Linked DNA regions of Sus scrofa: all the other regions are linked to region 4. The links are chromatin contacts, called in public HiChIP or PLAC-seq maps. All regions are on one chromosome and are shown on one strand. Each heading gives the region's core, a stretch centred on a gene start, on an enhancer-like site or on the middle of the called end of the contact. The rest is flanking DNA. Distances are from core to core; before and after follow the strand shown. Region 1 holds the start of LOC110255331 (acyl-coenzyme A thioesterase 1-like). Region 2 holds the start of COQ6 (ubiquinone biosynthesis monooxygenase COQ6, mitochondrial). Region 3 holds the start of RIOX1 (bifunctional lysine-specific demethylase and histidyl-hydroxylase NO66). Region 4 holds the start of PNMA1 (paraneoplastic antigen Ma1). Region 5 holds the start of ZNF410 (zinc finger protein 410).

Region 1 (3,186 bases), core at 643-3,142, 180 kb after region 4:
AGTTCACAGCTTCTTCAAAGTACTCCAGGTGGACATTCTCTATGCCTTTGGGGAGGTCTTCGTAGTTATGATAAGCCAGCGCCATCACAGCAAAACCCTTTCCAGCCAGCAGACTGGCTCGGTATTCTGGAAGGCCCCCTCCAGCTCCAAAAAGGTCCACGATCCCAGGAAAGGGGCCAGGTTCTTGGGAAGAAACAAAAGACAAAACTAAACAATTCCTGAAGCTCTTTGCAGTGGTGTCAGAAGCCACGTGTTGCCTATTTGGTGATGTCAGAGTTTTCTGTTGACAATCAGAAATGCTGAATGGCTCTGGTCTTCAAAGATCCAGACAGTGGCTTAGGCTAAATCCACGTTCCCTTCTATACCCAGAGCCTCAAAGCCCCACAGATTTTTACAAAAAGCATGCACTACTTTTGTGATTAAAAATAATGTACAGACAATGAAAACAGTAAAAATCAATGTCCTCTCTGCTCCCTCCCCCAAATTGGGAATGCCAGATTCTAGTGGGGATGTGGACAGCTGGGTCCCCGTACATTGCTGGTGCTGTGAAAATTAATAAAGGGGAACCTCACATTGGATTTCAGAAGACAGAAGGGGAATTCTCAGCAGTACCACTCCACATTAATTATGCAAAGAACTGTCCGTTACAGATCACAGCAGAAGAGTCATCAACAGGAAAGAATCATCAGCCACTGGCCACAACAAGAAAAGATGTACATTGCATCTCCTTCAAGAAACTGACCACCCCAGCAACCCAGGCAATGAGAAACAGCCAGTGAGATTTAGAAACTACCTATACTTATTTCTTTTGGTCTTTTTAGGGCTGCACCCTTGGCACATGGAGGTTCCCAGGCCAGAAGGCATCCAGCCTACGCAGCCACAGCTGCAACAACGCCAGTTCCCAGAGGCATTTGCGACTCAGCCTGTTGCAACACCAGAACCTTTAACCCACTTATGGAGGCCAGGAATCAGACCTGCCTCCTCTTGGATTTTAGTCGGGCTCTTAACCCGCTGAGCCACAGTGGAAACGCCCTACTCTATTCCTTTTCTTTACATTACAACTACCTCTTCTCTTTCCGTATGATGTCTTTGGCCTAACCTCTATTTTGGAGTGGCAGAGCACCTCCCCAGCCAACCTTACTGTCCCATTCCTGTCTCCCAGAAAGTTTCAGGCCCCGTGGACCTCCAGAATGTTGGGAGCTACCCCTTGCCTTACAGTTATGTTAGTCCGCGGCTCACCTGGAGGCAGGAAAAGCGTGGCGCGCACCCGGCCCGCGCGCACCGGCTCGCGCCGAACCCCGGGCGCAGGAAGTCGCGCTCGTGCACAGCCCGGCCCAGGAGCCGCCCGCCCTCGGGCTCGTGGCCGTCGAACACCTCCAGCTCCACGGCGAAGGGCGTCTGCACGTCCCGCTTCACCAGCCGTAGCAAAGGCTTCTCGGGCTCCAGAGCCCAGAAGAGCCCCATGGGCTCGAGCCCCACGAAGCTGCCGCCCAGCGCGGGCGCGCGCGCCAGGTCCAGCTGGCCGTCGGTGTCGGCGCAGTAGCGCGCGTGGGCCCTGAAGAGCGCGCCCTTCTCGTCGCGCAGGGACGCGCGCAGCGTGACCGGCTGCTCTGGGGCCAGGCCGCGCACAGCAATGCGCACCGGCTCGTCCCAGCAGCAACGGCCCGCGGGCTCCAGCGTCACGGTCGCCGCCATCCGGAATGGGGTCCAAGAGATTGGGTTAGCGGTCCTTAGTTTTGGAAGCCCTACCAACCGTCCGCAGCTCGTATGGCCCACTTGGTAAAGTCTCGTCGCTCGCAGGAGAGCCAGATACGAGGCCACCATTTTGTGCCTTATTTCAGATATGGGCGATTGAAGAGCCTACGAAAGTTAGAAAGTAGTCAGAGGTCCCCTAGCGGCAGGCTACTTAACTGCAGTCTCAGCACCCATTGGTGGCGAGCAGTCGGCTGAAATTGGGGTAGCAGGGAAGTCCTGCCAATCAGTAAGCAGCCTGTCTTTCAAAGTAAGAGGGAAAACCGAGACGCAGGACTTTTACTTCGGGAACGGATTTCCTGGCTTTACCTCTCAGGAGCTGGAGTAGGCTGGACCAGGGCTGCCCCCGAAGGAACCTGGCACTTAGCAAATGTGTCAAGTCGCCAAACTTAATAGCCAGGAGGAGTGGGCTGGAATTAAGTTTCATCACTTTGTTGAGTAATTCACACCGGTTAATAGTCATAGACCTTTTAAAATGTCCGGTAGGTCCTTGTTGGTTGCTTATTTTATATATAGTAGTGTATATATATTAATCTCAAACTCCTAATTTATACATCTCACCCTCCTACCCACTGTTACATTTCCCCTTTGGTAACCGTAGGTTTGATTTAGAAATCTGTGAGTCTGTTTCTTTTTTGTAAAAAGGTAGGGGTTGGTTTTTGGTTTTATTCAGTATTCTGTAATACCTGTGTAGGAAAATAATCTGGAAAAGAACAGAGGCATTCTTACTGTAGCATAAGGAAATCAGCAGCTTCTCTGCAGTGCCAAGACAGGTCCATCCACAGCCCCCCCAACACAGTGGGTTAAGTGTGTTAAAAGATCCTATGTGGGAGTTCCTGTCATGGCTCAGTAGTTAAGGAACCCAACTAGTATCCACAAGGACATGGGTTAGATCCCCAGTCTTGCTTAGTGGGTTAAGATCCAGGGTTACTGTGAGCTGTGGTGTAGGTCTCAGTCATGGCTCAGATCCTGTATGCTGTGGCCGTGGCATAGGCCAGCAGCTACAGCTCCAATTTGACCCCTAGCTTGGGAACCTCCATATGCCGCAAGTGCTGCCCTAAAAAGACAAAAATAAAAGGATCCTATGTAGGATCCTGTGATCTGATCCCTGCTCCGGGAACTGCAGTGCCTTGGGGCAGCTAAAGGAAAAAAAAAAAAAGAAGTGCTTATGTGTATGTATAACTGATTCACCTTGCTGTACACCTAAAACTACCACAAGGTTGTAAATCAACTATACTCTAATAAAAATTTTTTAATGGTGTTTTTCTTGTGTTTTGTGTGTATGTTAATTTTTCCACACCGTTCCACAACTAAGAGGCCTAGCATCTTACTAGCTTTGTGACCTCAGCTTCTTTCCTTATGGATGTACAAATAGCTAAATGAGGTAGTAGTTGTCATTTTGTTATACTGGACTCTCATGTTGCTCCATTTAGG
Region 2 (3,118 bases), core at 566-3,065, 210 kb before region 4:
AAATGGGAGACAATATTTGAAAATCATTTATCTGATAAGGGGCTTATACCCAGAATATATTAAAAAAAAAAAAAAAACCTCTTAAAAAGTAAATAATAAAAGGAAAAACAGCCAATTTAAAAATGGGCAGAGGTTCTGAATACCTCTCTAAAGAAGATATACAAATGACAGATAAACCTGAAAAGATATTCAACATCATTAGTCATTAGGGAAATGCAAATTAAAAGCAGGAGATAGCTGGAGGTCCCTTGTGGCAGAGCAGGTTAATTACCCAGCGTTGGCACTGCAGAGGCCCAGGTTTGATCCCTAGGAACTTCCATATGCTGCAGTGCTGGATGGATGGATGGATAGAGAAAGGAAGGAAGGAAGGAAGAAAACAAAACAAAACAATGAACAAAGGAAAGAACCAGGAGAGAGCACTTCACACTCCCTAGTATAACTAGTAACAAAAAGATACTAACATTGCTATCCAGGATGTGGAGAAATTATATTTGTCATATATTGTTGGGGGAAATGTATTTTACATGGGCAGCCACTTTGGAACACTGGCTGTTCTTCAAAAGGTTAAACAGAGTTTACTGTGACCTAGCAAATCCACTCCTAGGAATAGGAGTGTACACAAAAGCTTATACACAAAATGATAGTAGCATTACTTGCTATCGTCCAAAACTGATGAATGAATAAATGTGCTATATCCACACAAAATATTAAGCTTGTAAAAAGGAATGAAGCACAAGCTACAACCTGCGTGAAAATCAAAAACATTAAGTAGATTCCATGTATATGGAAATGTCCCAAAAAAGCAAATATATAGAGGCGGAAAGTACACGAGCAGTTACCTAGGGGGGACGTGGACAGTGACCATTAAGGAGTTTGGATTCCTTTTGGAGATGATAAAAATACTTTAAAATTTATTGTGGCGATGGCTGCACAATTCTGTGAATATACTAAAAATCATCAAATTCTATGCTTTAAATGATAGTGTACAAATCATATCTCAATGAAGCTATTTATTTATTTATTTTTGACTTTTTAGGGCCGCACCCACGGCATATGGAGGTTCTCGGGCTAGGGGTATAGTTGGAGCTGTCGCTGCCGGCTCACACCACAGCCACAGCAATGTAGATCCCACAGGAGTCTGCAACCTAGACCACCGCTCAGGGCAACGCTGGATCCTTAACCCACTGAGTGAGGCCAAGGATGAAACCTGCATCTTCCTCACTAGTCAGATTCATTTCCACTGAGCCACCACGGGAACGCCTCAGTGAAGCTGTTTAAAAACCAACACAAACCAGCCTAGCTCAATAGGCAATGCCTGCTTCCTTTCAACGGTGTCCAGAACTAAAAAACCCTGGGCAAGTCTGTTTCCCCACGCCTTGGAAGAACTCCTACTGTTCCCTCCCACTTTTGACCCTTTGACATCCTGAAGGAACAAACGCTTGCCCCAAGGCCTTGGGGCTCCTCTGGGCAGGGAATGGACCACAAGATACATAACTCTCAGACTCTGGGCAAACAGTGCCAGGGTTCCCACGGTTCTCACCGTTCCTCCCGGGCCCCACTCCCCGCCACTACCGGTCTGGAGATGCGCTTACCCAAGGCACAGGCCATAGCGGCGCCCACCATGCCTCCACCCGACACCACAACATCATACACGGTGTCAGCCGTGGCGCCGGCCCACCTCCGACAGGAAACTAGCGGGCCTCTCTGGGCAGCAGAAAGAGCAGTCCCCGATCGGCTGCCAGCCAGCCGGGCAGCCATGGTGCTGACTTGCGCCGTATTTGGCGCCCCGCTAGGCCCGCCTCCGGGAGCACTTCCGGAGCAGAGCCCTCCAGTCACTAGCTGCTTTAACCTCCACCTCTAAACCGGAAGTAGAACTTACCTAGAGAATAAGCCAATCAGAAGACGAATCTTGCCTGCCGAGGAAAGGGACCATTTCGTGTATCTGCCTGGAAGCCAATCAGCGGCCCAAGCGAGAAAGGGGCGGAACCTGACCTGCGTAGCTAGGGCAGCTACAGCAGCTGTCACGCCACTGTCTCTTCCACGCTTCTGTCTCTGCCCAGCTGAGGAGATGACCGTGGGGAGCTCCTCGGGAAGCTCCTGCGGCGCTCAGTGGAGTCCTCAGGTGAGGAAAGAAAAAGAAAGGGAGCGATCATGTCTGCTAACTGGAAAGGAATCCCTAAGAGAGGAAACTGTTTGACGTTGCCTTGGAGACCGTCGACAGGGGCGTGTCACAGGGGCGTGGGATTAAAACTGACCGAGTTTAGGCAAGCGGAGACCAGACTCAGCAATGGGACTCCAATGCTTGAGCTTTCTGACAAGCTATTCATAGAGCCATAGCAATGGCCTTTAGTTTTTCCTTTTCCTCTCAACCATCCCAGGACTAAAAGCACGATTCTTGTCTCCATTTCATAGAAGAAAAAGCTGAGGCACAGAGAGATTAAGAAATTTGCCCCCATGGAGTTCCCGTCGTGGCTCAGTGGTTAAAGAATCCGAGTAGGAACCTTGAGGTTGTGAGTTCGATCCCTGGCTCCGCTCAGCGGGTTAAGAATCCGGCGTTGCCGTGAGCTGTGGTGTAGGTCGCAGACACGGCTCGGATCTGGCGTTGCTGTGGCTCTGGCGTAGGCCTGCAGCTATAGCTCCGATTCGACCCCTAGCCTGGGAACCACCATATGCGGCGGGTGCGGCCCTAAAAAGGACAAAAAGACAAAACAAAACAAAAAACCAGAAATTTGCCTCCCAAATCCACAGAGACAGAAAGTAAACTGGTGGTTGCTTAGGGCTTGAGGCTTGGAGGAGGGTTAGAGAAGATAGGGAGTGACAACAAAATGGAATGGGGTCCTTTGGGAGGATGATTTAAATGATCTGAAACTGATTGTGGTGATGGTTGTGCAACTCTGAATATATTGAAACCCACTGAACTGTTCACTTTGAGTGATTTGTATCAATTATATGGTAACGAAATTGACAACACTAACCCGCCTGAACCCAGCCAAAACCCAGATTGGGACTTGAACCCAGGTGCCAGGACCCGACCCAACCTAAAGCCAGATTGAGACTTAAACCCACGGTTTTAAATTCGAGTTACCCTGTGTTTGGACTCACCAAGGCTCAGGTTCTT
Region 3 (3,034 bases), core at 35-2,534, 230 kb after region 4:
ATGTCAGGGCTAGTTCCTCAGTCGGGACCCGCGGTCGGTAGACCCGCCAGAGTTTCCTACCTTCCAGCTGCAGCACGAAAGCCTCAATGTCGTCGTAGTGGGGGGCAAAGCCCTGCGAGTTGGGGGGCGTGAGGTAAACGTTGGAGCCTGCCATGCTTCCAAACTGCTCTTGAAGCACAGCCAAAAACTGCCACACGGTGGTGGAGAAAGCCTGCGGACAGAGGAGGCGCAGGGAGCAGCCGGCCTGGTACAGGGACCACGCGGCGGCGGGCAGGGCGCGGCCGGGAGGGTTCAGAGTCTCGCGCCGCCCGTTGATGTAGCGCGCGGCGTCCAGGTGCTGCCCGAACTGGACCTCCTCGTTCCGCAGCATGGAGTCCAGGTCTGCGGTAGAGAAGAGACCCTGGTAGTAGGTGTGGTCCTGCCGCCGCACCAGCACCGCCTCACGCTCCCACAGGCGCCGGTAGAAGTGGTCTGGCGGCATGGGCGAGATGAGCCATTCAAAGAGGCGCGCCGCCCGCCGCCGGCTGCTGGGGATGCGGTTCAGCTCGGCCAAGACGCGCTGCAGAGGAGAGTCCCAGGGCAGCTCCCCGTTCATGCTTTCCCCCTGAGGCCCCGACAGCGTCGCAGGAGCCATGGACGGCGGGGCGCCCGCCAAGTGCTGGGCAGAGCACAACAGGGTAGAGTTCTCCACCCCGCGGGCCGGCGCAGCGGCCACCTCCACCAGGCGCGCGGGCGGCGCCGAACCCGGCACTAGGCGCGCGGGCAGGGCGGGCCCCTCCATCAGCCGCGCCGGCGGCGTCTGCGCCTCCACCAAGCGCGCTGCCGGGGTCTGCGACTCCACCAGGGCTCGAGGAGTCTGCAGGGAGCGGGACGCGGGTGAGGCCTCCAGCAGCTCCGCGGGCCCGAGGTGGCCATATGGCTCCCGCCGGGCGGCATCCGGAAGGCCCACCACCCCGCCAGCCAGCGGGTCCACGGGACCGTCGACCGTCGACTCCACCCTCGAGTCCTCCGAGTCCTCGCTTGGCAGCGTCTGGGCCCTCAGCGCGGCCATGCGGGACGCGACACTTCTCCGCAGCTGCCTTCGGATCTTCCTGGGCCTCAGGGGCAGGGCCAGGACCGACCCGCTGTGTGGCTGAGGCTGGCGCCGGCGCCTCAGCCGCCCGCGCCTCAGCAGCCCTGCGCTAGCCCGGAGCCCGTCCATGGTCCGACCCTCTCCGGAGCAGACAGCGACAAACCGGCTCTTGCAGGCCGCGGCCGCCGTGTACTCTGGGAAGGGGGCGGGCCTCCAGCCGCACTGGGTTGTCCACGCCCACCATTCTTCCCCCTGGCGCCTCCCGCGCGCCGGGTTAGAAAATGTTAACTTAATTAAATGCCTGGCTTCCCCAGCTAGAGCACCTGAGTCCTTGCGTGATTAACCTGGTGTCTCTGTTTTGTGGGCAGTTTAAAAATCAAGTTGCCAGGGACTCCAGGAGAAAAAAGTTGGCTGCTTCACTCCTCTTTCGTTCTAGTATCTGCACTTTGCAGTGTTCCCCGGGTCTTCCTCGTTTCTGAATAGCATGTTCCCCAGCTGCATCACAAATTTTAAGTCATTGTGCTCCCACCACAAAAAAGAAGGTATGGGCTTTTCTACTCTTGTTCTTGATATCTGCCTTTCCCACTCCCTCTGGAATTTTGTTTCATTAACTACAACTTCTATCCCCAGAATCTCTTCTCCTCTGAACTTTATGTCGACTTATTATTATATCTGAGCCTTATTATATGTGGGCACTGTGGTAGGCATGAGAGTGCAATTGCTGAGAACATCGTCACTGTCTCCATGAAACTATTGTTGCTTTATACATAAAGATGACTTGTGTTCATTTGAATCATTTATTATAAATTCCCAGGAATGGAATTGCTACGAACAGGATAATTTTTGTCATTATTATAGGTTTTACCGAACTCTCTCAGAAAGAGTTCACAACCTTACAAGCAATTATAAGCATGTTAGACTACATGGTCTCTAGGGCCTTTTCTGTGGTTCCATTTGATCTTTCAATCCTCTTTCTCACTCACATTTCAATCCAAACACTTGGAGTCTAAAAGCTTTTAGATTTTACTCCTCTTAGGTGTTACATTTACCCGTTTTATTTCTCTTATGGTCTATTACAATGGTCTGCTACTTGGGGTGGATTTTGCCTCCCCAAGAAACACTTTGGGGGAGGAGGGTTGATGCTATAGCATCTCATGAGTAAAAGCCAGAGATGCTGCTGAACAGCCACAATGCAAAAGACAACACTCCACCCCCAACAAATAATTATCCAACCTGAAATGTTAATAATGCTGAGGCTGAGAAACCCTGGTCTATTACAAGTGGCCTCCCAACAAGTCTCTTTTTAACTTTAATTGCCCCCTGTGCTAATTTATAACACAAGTAAGGACAAAATTAGTTTTTTCAAAGTTCCTGGTGTGGAGCAGCAGATTAAAGATCTGGCATTGCCACAGCTGTGACATAGGTGACGGCTGCAGCTCAGGTTCCATCCCTGGTTGGGAAACTTCCACATGCCATGGGTGTCGACAAAAAAGAAAAGAAATTAGTTTTCTCAAGCTTTGGCCCCAAACCTACCATCACCCTACTCAAAACCCATCCATGTGCCCCAGGTCTTGTTTTTTGTATCCACTCAGCCAGTCTGTGTCTTTTGGTTGGAGCATTTAATCCATTTACATTCAGTGTAATTATGGAAGTGTGTGTTTATTGCCATTTTGTTAGTTGTTTTGAATTTTTGCTTTGGGCTCCCCTCCCCGTTCTTTTGCTGTTTTTCTCTTGTGACTTGCTGATTATCTTCAGTGTTGTATGGGTTGCTTTTTCTTTTTAATGTGTGTGTTTACTATAGTTTTGGGTTTGTGTTTCCCATTAGATTTGGATATGACCATCTATGTGTGTACAGAATTGTTTGGGATTGCAGTTCTCTTATTTTCAAATGCATTTTCAGTGTTCTGCACTTGTTTTCTCTTTTCCTGCATGCTAGTTTTGATATAATATTTGTCAATGGGT
Region 4 (3,051 bases), core at 142-2,641:
GCCACCCAAGGAGACAGGGCTTCGACACTGTCCTCCATGCCTTCAGCAACCCCTGTCACAGCTAAGGTACACACCTATCCCTTTGGCTACTCCACTTCCACCCCTGGCACAGAGGTCGTGTGCTGCTTATGTCTAAAGGGATCCCCTATATTTAACTGCCTCAATGACCTAACCTCTTTCTTCTCATGTGCCAGATGTTAAGATGAAGGAGGAATACAACACATACACAAGCCTCAGCTGTTTAAATATGTTTTTACCGGGGCTCAGTTTTCTCAGATGGTATTTATTACCAGTGGCAAGCCTAACTCCTTAGGTTTACAGGAAGTATGCATATTTTTATAAAACAATTGTATGTCCTCCCCATATTTTGCTGTATTAATATTTGCCTCTAACTAACAATTTGCAGCTGTTTCACCTTTTCCTCATTTGTCTCTTAGTCAAAGGCCTTGTTGGAGGGGACAGAGCACAGGAACAGCCTTGATAGTCTGTAATTATTGTACAAATATTTTAATAGCATATAAATAAGTATATTCCTTTTATTTTGAAAAAATCAGACACTGCCTTTTGTGTGTTTGCTGCCTGTGGCACCCTTTTTTAAAAGACTGTTACATATTAAAATAGTGTACATATATATAAATATTACCTCTTTTGCTGTACAGTTGTGATAGACCAGACGGAAGATTTTATTTTTTGTGTGCTTTTTATAAAAAAAAAAATTAACACACTAAAGAAAATCTTGCTGATGTGATTGTAATGTACCTATGTAACTTATTTACTTTTGAATGTTCTTCTGTATCTTTAAACCTTTTATTAAATAAGGTTTTAAAAATTCAGAGTTGATTTCTGTGTCCTTTGGGGGAAAGATTTATTATCTCACCATCTGGGATTGTAAGTGTGCCTTGGTTTGCTTCCAAAGGATACTTGACATTTTTGAACCATAAGGCCTGTTTTATCCATGATGCCAGGGCAGGGGAAATAACACATTAGTGTTTGCCGGGTTACTATTCATAGAGATCTAGATCTTTTTACAACATTTTAGACAAGAAGAAGTCTCAACTCACTGGGATAAAATTTAGAGGGTGCAGAGTGCAGTCAGGTGGTACAGGGTATTATACAGCATTGCCTCTGAACGAGCGACGCGAGTAGACAAGTCTTTCTTGACGGCCGGATATCATCTTAAATCCACTCCAGAATTATATTATCTTTTAAACACAGTGCTTTGTTAAGAAAAAAAAAAATCTGGAAAATGCGAAAAAGGAAATGCGCGGTAAAGGAAATTAACGCCCGCGGCCCCGAGCTGCCACCATGGCAACCATTCGCCCCTGCAGGCCGCTAGAGCTCCGGCGTCTCGCGTCGGTGGTTGCCGTGGCTACGGTCGCGCGGGCAGGGCCGCGGGGGGCGGGGCGAGGCGGGTCGAAGGCCGGCCCCGCCCTCCACTGCGGCAGTAAAGGCTAGGCTGGCTGCGGGTGGGACCGAGGTACAACTGTGCAGCTCCAGCCCACCTCGGCCCGCGGTCGCCTGCGTGCGGGGCTGCCGCGGCCTGCCTGCGACTGCGCCTGCGCCTCCTCTAGCCTGGCTTCCGCGTCTTTCCTGCGCCTCTGCTGCCTGTGTTCTTGGTCCTTGGCGTCCTCGCCGCCCAGAGGGATACGTTTGCCCACGAAGAAGCTCTCTCGGGTTGGCCTCGCTGCCGCCGCTGTCTTTCCCTTAGGACAGTCTTTCCCTCCGGGGGCGGTACTAGTTCTTGTCTGCGGAGAAGCGGCTCCTAGCTCGTCTGAGGCGTGCTCCGCTCTGGCAACGAAAGCTTGCACCCTCTGGGAGCAGCAGCGAGTGCCTGGCGCCCAGGCTGCGAAGAGGCGGCCACGTCCCGCGATCAAGCCCTGCGGCTCCTGCTTTCGCCGCCCGCCTTTTTTCCTCGCCTCTGCGCTCCGACGCGACACCTTCCTGTAAGTGGAGGACCCGGCCTGCGGATCCCGACCGGAGACACAAGATGGCGATGGCCATGTGACTGAGCATCCCCGAGGCTTCGTTCCGAGAACGCGGAGGCCTGGCTTTGAGGGGCAGCGAAAAGAGGAGAGCAGGACACTGGTGTCGTTTGTTAAACGTGATTGACTCCCTCGGGCATATGGGGGGAGGTGGCGGTGGGAGCGTCTGCTATTGTCTTCAGTTTTAGAGCACAGGGAGCCACAGTCTAATTGTATTTGTAGAATTGGGGCCCTTGATAGTTGGGAAAATGGCGATGACACTGCTGGAAGATTGGTGTAGGGGGATGGATGTGAACTCCCAGAGAGCCCTTCTGGTCTGGGGGATCCCTGTGAACTGTGATGAGACCGAAATCGAAGAGACCTTTCAAGCTGCGATGCCCCAGGTGCCCTATCGAGTGCTTGGGAGAATGTTCTGGAGGGAAGAGAATGCCAAAGCAGCCTTGTTAGAGCTCACTGGTGCTGTCGATTATGCTGCGATCCCCAGGGAGATGCCAGGTAAAGGAGGGGTCTGGAAAGTAGTCTTTAAGCCCCCCACTTCCGATGCTGAATTTTTAGAAAGGTTGCACCTCTTCCTAGCAAGAGAGGGGTGGACCGTGCAAGATGTTGCCCGTGTCCTTGGGTTTCAGAACCCCACTCCGGCCCCAGGCCCCGAAATGCCGGCAGAGATGCTAAACTATATTTTGGATAATGTTATTCAGCCTCTGGTTGAGTCCATATGGTACAAGAAGCTGACGTTGTTCTCGGGAAGGGACATTCCGGGGCCAGGGGAGGAGGCATTTGATCCCTGGCTGGAGCACACTAATGAGGTCATAGAGGAGTGGCAGGTGCCTGATGTAGAAAAGAGGCGGCGGTTGATGGAGAGCCTTAGAGGCCCTGCCGCTGATGTCATCCGCATCCTCAAGACCAACAACCCTGCGATTACCACCGCTGAATGCCTGAAGGCGCTGGAGCAGGTGTTTGGGAGCGTCGAGAGCTCTAGGGATGCGCAGGTGAGATTTCTGAACACATACCAGAACCCGGGAGAAAAATTATCTGCTTATGTGATTCGTCTGGAGCCTCTGCTGCAGAA
Region 5 (3,067 bases), core at 162-2,661, 150 kb before region 4:
AAAAATAATAAAAATAAAATAAAATCCAACTCAAATGCCATCCTCCATGAAGACTGATCCCTTTCCCCCAGTCAGAACAAAACTTCCTTCCCTCTATGTTCTCACAGCACATAGTTTAACTTCTCTTTAGCAATTATTTCATTTTGCCTTGGGTATTAGTTATCTACCTGAATATTTTTTTTCAATGGTTAAGGTTCAAAGAATTTATTCATCCTTCTCCCATTAACTTAGCAAGATGCTTTGTACAAACTAAGCATTCAGGAAATATCTCCTGAATGAATAGGTAGGCCCCTTCATTTACAGAGGGGGAAAAAAAGGCGCAAAGTTAGCGACTAAGTAACTTGCCAAAAATTAGACATCCACTTAGATGCAAAACTTGAAAAACTAGAACCTAAATCCTTTGACTGCAAGTTAGTTGACTTTGTTCCACATAAAGATAACACAAAGTAGAATTTCTCACTCCTTAACAATAACAAAATGCCTTTGGCTTTATTTCAAAATGTTTCTTTTATTCTCTTAGCAAATATATGTTGCACGGACCCTTGTCCCCAAAGTGAGAGAAAAGCGAAAATTCTTAAGTTCCAAGTTAATAATATTTTACTTTCAAATTGTTCCTAAATGCGTTTCAGAGCCTCGTGCGGAAGTGGGATAAACTTTAATAAACTAGTAGAATTCTTTCCCATGAAAAAAACTTCAGAGGATAAATTCTACCTGCTAAATGAATACAGGCTGTAAACACTCACAGTCCACACCCTTGCCCTGAAATGACAGGCGAAGAAGAAACCAGCGGCCCAGCCCCTTGGAATTGGCAGCCTTCCTTCTTCCAGACACAGAAAGCAAGTGGACATAAGAAAGAGGGTGCATCTGGACTGAAACGTCCAGGGCAGAGTCCCCCTGGCATCCTCATTCACCTATTACAAATGGCCTAGTGAAGGGGCCTAAGGTCCGTGGGCAGGCCCCGCTTAGGGGGCTGTCCGGGAGCCCCCGCCCCGGCCCCGGCCCCGGCCACTCGCTGACTCGAGCTATCCGGGTTTGTGTTGTTCCCCCCATCCCCAAAACCAGGCAAAGGAGCCAAAATGTAGGCCCCAAAAACCCGCGAGAGGAAGAGCTGAAGCTGTGGGGCTTCAGACCGGCCGCTCCCGGTAGCGCCAGATCCAGGTGGGTGCCCCTGGGGGCGGATTCCCAAACCCCTCCGGGGTCGAACTCGGCCCGAGCTCCCGAGGAGCCGGCACTGGCGCGCTCCCTCTCGAGAACCGTCCAGCCAAGCGGGTGCGGTCGGGCCCACCCTAGAGCTCACCTTCCTGTCCCGGGCAGCCGTCCGTCCGTCACTCGGTCTCGAATTCCGTCCACACACAGCGTCTTCCGGCTCCCGCCGGAAGCAGCTCGACCGCGGGACAGGAAGTTTGGCCGCCCCCCACGCACACGCCCACTCGCTCGCCTCCGAGTCCGGTGATGGCCGCCTGGCCAGGGGTTCTAGCCCGAGGGCCGCTGGCCTGAGAGGGCCAAGCTGGTAGCGCAGGACTTGGTTCTGGGAGGGAAGGAACTGGGTCTCCCGCCTCCCACTCATTCCCTCTCGGCCTTTGGAGCTCCTTGGTCTGCGAAGCCCGAAAAAAACGGATCGTTAAAGTCTAGCCGTGACGTCACTGCTTCCCTGCTGCAGCGGACGGGGTAGTTTTTCCTGTCAGCTGAGATCAGTACAAGTTCCATCGGAGGCAAGCAAGAAGGAAAAGATCACCACTTAAATATTTATCAAAGTTCTCAGTGAAGAGGACCTCCAAGCTTCACTGCTGGAGAAGGGAACTTGCAGAATCTAGTTTTGCATTGCATACTGCTCGCAAGAAGAATTGAGACTTACGTGTATAACTTTTTTCTGCAATGTGAATTCCCCAGAGTCTGGGTTCTCTCAGTACATTAGGATGTAACGAGTTCTCGGATATCCAGACGGAGGCTAGAACACTTGAGTTTCAGGCTGGGTGCTACAACTTGTTAGAGCTTTATGTATTTGACTTTGTGAAGTTACTTTTTTGAGTACTTGCTGTGTGCCAAAGGATGAGGGAGGGACTCAACGAGGATAGTGGCAGTGGGAATTAAAGGCGTCTCTAAGAAGGATAGATACCTACTTTCAAGGATAAAGGCTAAAGAAACTAGAGAGGTAGTTTGAGTACACAAACAGATGGTGATTTATAAACAAAGAAGCAACACGTTTCAAGGGAAGATAATTCCTCTTTAGATAAGTAGAGTTTATCTATCCTAGGGGCCTATAGGATATTTACTTGGAGGTAAAGGTCCCTAGCTCAAGAGGTCAGAAATAAGATAAGAAGTTGGAGAGCTCCCTATGTAGCTCAATGGTTAATGAACCTGATTAGCATCCATGAGGATGGGGGTTCAATCCCTAGCCTTGCTCAGTGAGTTCAGGATCTGGTGTTGCTGTGAGCTGCAGTGTAGGTCAAAGACATGGCTCAGATCCTGCATTGCTGTGGCTCTGGTGTAGGCTGGCGGTTACAGCTCTGATTGGACCCCTGGCCTGAGAACCTCCATATGCCACCGGCCGTATGTTGTAGGTGCGGCCCTTAAAAAAAAGAAGAAGAAAGATATAAAATTGGGAGTTATCAACATACAGACAAGAGATGAAGCCCTCTCTAGGGATGAAATGGTCCAGGAAAAGTATATAAAACAAAGACGTGAAGGCCACTGAGGTTAACTGGAGTGACTGATTACTAACATGGTTCGAATCTACACAGAAGTATATTGCAGTTTGTAAATAGCTGACCGTAGACCAGCACAACAGGGAGTTCCTGTCGTGGCTTGTGGCTCAGCAGTTAACAAATCCGACTAGTATCCACGAAGATGCAGGTTCAATGCCTGGCCTTGATCAGTGGGTTAAGGATCCTGAGTTGCTGGATCCTTAAAAAAACCAGCACAACATTCAGGAAAATAGCCTCAATTTTACCATATTAAAAGGTTGATGACAATTAATAAAACAAACCTCTTATTTAGAAGTACATTAGTAGATCTTTAACATTCATGTTTACAACTATTGTTAATTTGCTGTCAGTCCTGTCATTTT

The links. HiChIP or PLAC-seq counts read pairs in DNA pulled down with a chosen protein or histone mark.
Region 1: an H3K27ac HiChIP or PLAC-seq map of alveolar macrophages shows a contact between it and region 4. The contact joins the promoter of LOC110255331 here to the promoter of PNMA1 in region 4. A contact is called at or near these places in 2 of 5 promoter capture datasets (fetal liver and liver), 3 of 47 Hi-C or Micro-C datasets (embryonic fibroblasts, heart right ventricle and liver) and 2 of 2 datasets of contacts at active chromatin or transcription factors (alveolar macrophages and skeletal muscle).
Region 2: an H3K27ac HiChIP or PLAC-seq map of skeletal muscle shows a contact between it and region 4, with 4 times the contacts expected there. The contact joins the promoter of COQ6 here to the promoter of PNMA1 in region 4. A contact is called at or near these places in 2 of 47 Hi-C or Micro-C datasets (alveolar macrophages and psoas muscle) and 1 of 2 datasets of contacts at active chromatin or transcription factors (skeletal muscle).
Region 3: a contact with region 4 is called in an H3K27ac HiChIP or PLAC-seq map of alveolar macrophages. The contact joins the promoter of RIOX1 here to the promoter of PNMA1 in region 4. A contact is called at or near these places in 1 of 5 promoter capture datasets (liver) and 2 of 2 datasets of contacts at active chromatin or transcription factors (alveolar macrophages and skeletal muscle).
Region 5: a contact with region 4 is called in an H3K27ac HiChIP or PLAC-seq map of alveolar macrophages. The contact joins the promoter of ZNF410 here to the promoter of PNMA1 in region 4. A contact is called at or near these places in 2 of 2 datasets of contacts at active chromatin or transcription factors (alveolar macrophages and skeletal muscle).

Annotation. Positions count from the first base shown.
Region 1 is chr7:96,866,815-96,870,000 of Sscrofa11.1, reverse strand. LOC110255331 (acyl-coenzyme A thioesterase 1-like) reads right to left here and starts at 1,892. Exons shown (of 4, transcript XM_021099494.1): 1 at 1,308-1,892; 2 at 1,240-1,305; 3 at 1-183. The coding sequence starts at 1,824.
Region 2 is chr7:97,257,314-97,260,431 of Sscrofa11.1, reverse strand. COQ6 (ubiquinone biosynthesis monooxygenase COQ6, mitochondrial) reads right to left here and starts at 1,815. Exons shown (of 12, transcript XM_001929106.5): 1 at 1,593-1,815. The coding sequence starts at 1,758. FAM161B (protein FAM161B) reads left to right here and starts at 1,757. Exons shown (of 10, transcript XM_021100078.1): 1 at 1,757-1,818; 2 at 1,870-2,122. The coding sequence starts at 1,757.
Region 3 is chr7:96,821,323-96,824,356 of Sscrofa11.1, reverse strand. It overlaps RIOX1 (bifunctional lysine-specific demethylase and histidyl-hydroxylase NO66), which reads right to left and starts at 1,284. Exons shown (of 3, transcript XM_021099492.1): 1 at 1-1,284. The coding sequence starts at 1,201. The region is part of intron 15 of HEATR4 (HEAT repeat-containing protein 4); the gene reads left to right.
Region 4 is chr7:97,050,197-97,053,247 of Sscrofa11.1, reverse strand. PNMA1 (paraneoplastic antigen Ma1) reads left to right here and starts at 1,391. Exons shown (of 1, transcript XM_021099497.1): 1 at 1,391-3,051. The coding sequence starts at 2,231.
Region 5 is chr7:97,196,318-97,199,384 of Sscrofa11.1, reverse strand. ZNF410 (zinc finger protein 410) reads right to left here and starts at 1,411. Exons shown (of 13, transcript XR_002346015.1): 1 at 1,298-1,411.